Regions from separate parts of the Canis lupus genome. Here region 1 is linked to region 2. The links are chromatin contacts, called in public Hi-C maps. All regions are on one chromosome and are shown on one strand. Each heading gives the region's core, a stretch centred on a gene start, on an enhancer-like site or on the middle of the called end of the contact. The rest is flanking DNA. Distances are from core to core; before and after follow the strand shown. Region 1 holds the start of H3C8 (H3 clustered histone 8). Region 2 holds the start of LOC119867697 (histone H4).

What was found. A called contact is a pair of places that touch in the nucleus more often than the background predicts.
Region 1: a Hi-C map of liver shows a contact between it and region 2, with 4 times the contacts expected there. The contact joins the promoter of H3C8 here to the promoter of LOC119867697 in region 2. A contact is called at or near these places in 2 of 9 Hi-C or Micro-C datasets (blood and liver).

What each region holds. Positions count from the first base shown.
Region 1 is chr35:25,667,384-25,670,083 of UU_Cfam_GSD_1.0, reverse strand. It overlaps H3C8 (H3 clustered histone 8), which reads left to right and starts at 1,436. Exons shown (of 1, transcript NM_001374585.1): 1 at 1,436-1,867. The coding sequence starts at 1,436. The coding sequence ends at 1,846. H2BC10 (histone H2B type 1-J-like) reads right to left here and starts at 75. Exons shown (of 2, transcript XM_038584488.1): 1 at 1-75. The coding sequence starts at 75.
Region 2 is chr35:25,398,904-25,401,607 of UU_Cfam_GSD_1.0, reverse strand. LOC119867697 (histone H4) reads left to right here and starts at 1,376. Exons shown (of 1, transcript XM_038584378.1): 1 at 1,376-2,704. The coding sequence starts at 1,399. The coding sequence ends at 1,710. All of the region lies in intron 1 of H1-2 (histone H1.2), which reads left to right.

The DNA of each region.
Region 1 (2,700 bases), core at 187-2,686, 270 kb before region 2:
GGTATAATAGTTCAGCTCTTTGCGTTTTGCCGGTCTCGACTCCTGTTCTTTAGTGCGTTGTTGCTGTGCTATCATGTCGGGTCGCGGGAAGCAGGGCGGCAAGGCTCGCGCCAAGGCCAAGACGCGCTCGTCGCGGGCCGGGCTCCAGTTCCCGGTGGGCCGCGTCCACCGCCTGCTCCGCAAGGGCAACTACGCGGAGCGGGTCGGGGCGGGCGCGCCGGTGTACCTGGCGGCCGTGCTGGAGTACCTGACGGCCGAGATCCTGGAGCTGGCGGGCAACGCGGCCCGCGACAACAAGAAGACGCGCATCATCCCGCGCCACCTGCAGCTGGCCATCCGCAACGACGAGGAGCTCAACAAGCTGCTGGGCCGCGTGACCATCGCGCAGGGCGGCGTCCTGCCCAACATCCAGGCCGTGCTGCTGCCCAAGAAGACCGAGAGTCACCACAAGGCCAAGGGGAAGTAAACCTACCTAAATACCTCTTTGTGCATCTAAAGCTTATTTTCCCATCCAAAGGCTCTTTTCAGAGCCGTCCACATTTTCAAATTAGGAAGCTTGTAACAAAGTGTTGCTTTTCTATTACGTAAGCCTTACACGGGCACGGGCTCTGGATAGTAAAATCAGTGTATCCATTGCAATAAATTGTGGCTGCTTAACTTGGACAGAAACCGGAGTATGGTAGGCAAGGTTCTAATACGTGAGGGGAAGCTAGTTAGTGATGGCAATGTTTGCAAAACCCTAGCTTTATGTAGATGGCCAGGGGCCTCCATGTTCAATCATGTTTAGCGAGTAATACACCTACAGTGAGGAAACCAGAAGTAAGGGATAATTCAATGAACCTCCATGGGAGGGGTGGTAGCCTGGGATGCCGTAAGGCAAAAAAAGTATGGGACCGGAAATCGGCGCAGGCTGTTTCTATGCTGAAGTGAATGAAAGGAAATCCCAACATTTGTCACACGGTGGTGACCGCTTCGTCCCCGGGCCAGTCGTCTTACCTGTGGTTTCCCAGAGTGGATATAGAAAGGGGCTGTCCCCGCTATTCAATTCAGTTAAAGTAACCATCAGAAAACAAATTTGTTCTTAAGACGTGACCCTCCGTCTTGCGCTCCATTACGTGAGTCTCCTGAGCCAGAGTTAGCATCTTCCCCTGCCCCCTGGTTATGCCTTATTTGGAATCTGAGAGGAGTTGAAGCAGAACACCCTAAGGTTAATTTCTGGATTGGCTGACTACAACAAAGACCGGATTGGAATGTTTAATAATTCATCCAATCGGAGCCTCCAGTGGTCCACCAATCACGTCCTCAGCTTCAGCCAATGGTTTCATCGCGCGGGAGTTTTGAAAAATGCAAGACCAATCGGAACGGTTCTGAGTATATATAAGGGCAATGTAGTCTGCGAGACTTGGTAGTGTAGTCTTCTCTCTGTTTTCTCGAGATGGCTCGTACGAAGCAGACGGCGCGCAAGTCGACGGGCGGCAAGGCCCCGCGCAAGCAGCTGGCCACCAAGGCGGCCCGCAAGAGCGCGCCGGCCACCGGCGGCGTCAAGAAGCCGCACCGCTACCGGCCCGGCACGGTGGCCCTGCGCGAGATCCGGCGCTACCAGAAGTCCACGGAGCTGCTGATCCGCAAGCTGCCGTTCCAGCGCCTGGTGCGCGAGATCGCGCAGGACTTCAAGACCGACCTGCGCTTCCAGAGCTCGGCCGTCATGGCGCTGCAGGAGGCGTGCGAGGCCTACCTGGTGGGGCTCTTCGAGGACACCAACCTCTGCGCCATCCACGCCAAGCGCGTCACCATCATGCCCAAGGACATCCAGCTGGCGCGCCGCATCCGCGGGGAGAGGGCGTAAAGCTTCCCCCGCTAATTGAATTAACTCAAAGGCTCTTCTAAGAGCCACCCACTTTTTCTCTAAAATTGCTGTAATTGTGTTCCCTCAATTTCGAGTCTTTTTTAAACCCGTTTTAAGTTGGTTCTTGGTGTTAAGGTGAGCTCTTAAAAGGTGGAGGTTTGGTACGTGATGTTTGCTCTTTTCCTGGGCTTTCAGTTGTGCCCTCCGCTCCTCCTTTCAGCCTCTCCCTATGTGCAGAATGCTTCGGTGTAAGTTTTCGCAAGTTTGGGCAATGACCGTTGCAAAACTAGTTCTGTGGACATGTTTGACTTCATGTCTGAAACTAATTTGCTCAATTCCCATGACTTGATAAAAGTGAAGTCTTGGTTCTCATGTAAAATCTTAGAAAGATGCAGGCTGGTACTTGATTTCTATGGAATTCGATTCAGGGTTTTTTTTTTTTTTTAATTAATGAAAGACCGGCAGCGGGAAAACCAGCGTCCTCTCGAGCTCAATAAGGGACACTATCCCAGGACTTGGGATCATGACCTGAGCCAAAGGCAGATGCTCAACTGCTGAGCCACCCGGATGTTACCTAGACTCAGGATTTCTAAGGAGCTTACTGGTAACAATTTAAGACCATTAATGACTTGTGTGGTCCTTGACTCTGCCTCTGTCCACCGGTGACATGGGCATCACTTGGGAGCTTGCAAAAGATGTAGATTATCCCATCCTGTCCTATGCAGGCCTAGTGAAAATTGACATTGTGTCACGTTCACCTCAGGTGGTTGACCTAACACTAGTTTAAGAAGCCTATTTTCAAAAGTATTTTTGGGCTCATCAACAGAGGAACCTGTGACCTCTCCATAGGAATA
Region 2 (2,704 bases), core at 127-2,626:
TTTTGAAAAAAATAAAGAAAATGTGGTATATAGAATTGATCCTTGAACAATCAGGTTTTAAACTGGCTGAGCCCACTTATTTGCAGAGTTTTTTCCAATAAATACGACATGCTGCTGTAAACGTTTCTTCCTTATGATTCTTTCGGTAACATTTTCTTTTCTCTGGTTTACTTTATGTAAGAATGCAGCATAGAATACATATATAAACTATGTTAATAGACTTTATTAGGGTAAGGCTTCTATTCAACTATGGTTTTGGTAGTTTAGGGTCCGTCAAAAGTTATATTCGGATTTTCAAGTGTGCAGGGGTCAGCGCCCGAACCCCTGCATAATTCAAGGGTCAATTGTATATACAGGGGAATATTAGCATAAAAAGAGGATGAAATCTTGCTATTCATATGGATGGACTGACAGGGCATATGCTAAATGAAATAAGGTAGAGAAAGTCAAATGCCATATGATTTAACTTACGTGTGGAATCTAAAAAAACATAACGAAGAGACAAATAAAGAGAACAAATTGGTAGTTGTGGGGGTGGGGGGTAAGAGGCTAAATAGGTGAAGGTGATTAAAAGGTACAAACTTCCAGTTATCCGACAAATAAGTCACAAGGATGCAAAGTATAGCATAGGGAATATAATCATAATGATTTTGGTAACAGGTGGCAAAAACACTTATCATGATGAGCATTTCATAATGTATATAACCTCAATTTACTGCCGCACACCTAAAACTAGCATAATGTATGTCAGCTATACTTCAATTGAAGACAAAACTAAAAAACCCAGAATTCATCAACGTCTTGTACTTTATTACATGGTGTTATTTAAGACCAACGTTCACTATTATATACGTATCTGTGTTGTCTGTATTGTTGGGAGTTAAAGAAGAGTGACTTTTCTGGTTTTAGACTCTCCTGCGTCTGTTTCCTAAAAATAATCTGTTCTAACAGCCCTTATGTCCGAGGCCTATTTTGGGGTGCCATACTCTGCTCCCCTTCCTACCAAAGTGGCCCATTTTGCGGCGGCAGGTCTTATCTTGGGGTGGCATCTGGGGGTACCCTTCCCAGCTAACAATTACTCCGATGGAGACGAGGACGTGCAGGACTGTTGGACACGGGAAGCCCCTAATCGCATTCCGCTGAGTAAGGAGGGGAGGCTGCAGAAGCGAACAGCCCTGGGCTGCGGAACCCGCCGAGCTCGGCGGCGAGCGCCCGGCTCCGTCTCTCACGGGACGGTCCCGGGAGCGCGGCCCGAGGGGGCGGAGCCCGAGGAGGGGCCGAAGCCCCGCTTCCCGCCCGCGCCCTCAGTTCTCAACGAGGTCCGACGCCTGCTTATAATTACTCCCGGCGGAGGCGCAGGCCCAGCGCCGGGAGGTCGTCGCACAGAGCGCTTGTGCCATGTCTGGTCGCGGCAAGGGCGGGAAGGGGCTGGGCAAGGGCGGCGCCAAGCGCCACCGCAAGGTGCTGCGCGACAACATCCAGGGCATCACCAAGCCCGCCATCCGGCGGCTGGCCCGGCGCGGCGGCGTCAAGCGCATCTCGGGCCTCATCTACGAGGAGACCCGCGGGGTGCTCAAGGTGTTCCTGGAGAACGTGATCCGGGACGCCGTCACCTACACGGAGCACGCCAAGCGCAAGACGGTCACGGCCATGGACGTGGTCTACGCGCTCAAGCGCCAGGGCCGCACCCTCTACGGCTTCGGGGGTTAAGAATTTCATCCTTTACTTACTACTCAAAGGCCCTTTTTAGGGCCGCCCACATTTTCTTAAACCGGGCTGTACGCGTATTGTTTCGGGGCTTTTGTTGGGAGCCAAGTGTTAATTTTTCCGATTACTGGTTAAGAGCTTCTAAGTACAAGTCTGAGCGCGACGGGCCGCTGGGTGCCCGCCCAACCAATCCGGTAGCCACCTAGTGCGTGGCCGGGTTTCGCGCCAGTCGGGACCGGCCCTGGCTTGGGGCGGCCAATGGGGAGCCGGCTAGAGGCGCCTGGGCCGGGCGGGAAACGGCCGGACCGGAGCCGCCCACTTACTCCGGGAAGCGGTCACGCCTGCCCTTGTCCGGAAGGAACAGAACCACAACCCGTGCTGTGGCAGGAGGTGGTATTCCAGTCGCCCCTGAGCTCCTTAGTCTGGGGACGTTCGGTAAATGCAAGGTTGCGGGAGGATGCCCGTCCCACCTCACAGGAAGTTCACATGAGGATCCATTGGTTGCCAGAGAGAAGCTACGTGTTTGTTCCCAGCGTGTTTGCCACCCAGCGACGTCAGGACAGGAGCAGTCCTTGGCCGCCACCGCTCCGCTTGGAGTCCGCCTGTGAGGCCAAGTGTCCTCCCCGCTCTGCAGCCGGTAGCCTTAGATTTTGAGGTATCCCGGCATTTTTAGTCTCCGGCCCCGGGCACCCACAAGTCCTTGGCTAAGCAGGATCTGGGAGTTCCCACTTAGGAGATCCGGTCTCCCGACTGCTCGAGTTCCTAAGGCCTCTGGTAGGTGGCAACACGAGGGCTCCAGGGAAGGGCTCCCTCTGGGACTGGCTCAGACTGTCCTGCACCTTCCCCTTCGACCCTTTGCCAGGTCTTCTCTCTCTTCTGCCTCCTGTAATAGTTTTTAATGAACCCCTCAGACATCGTCAAAAAGTGTTTTGAAGTATGCCCTCAAATTGATAAACCAGACAACTGAATAGTCAGCATCTTTGATTTAATGCATCAG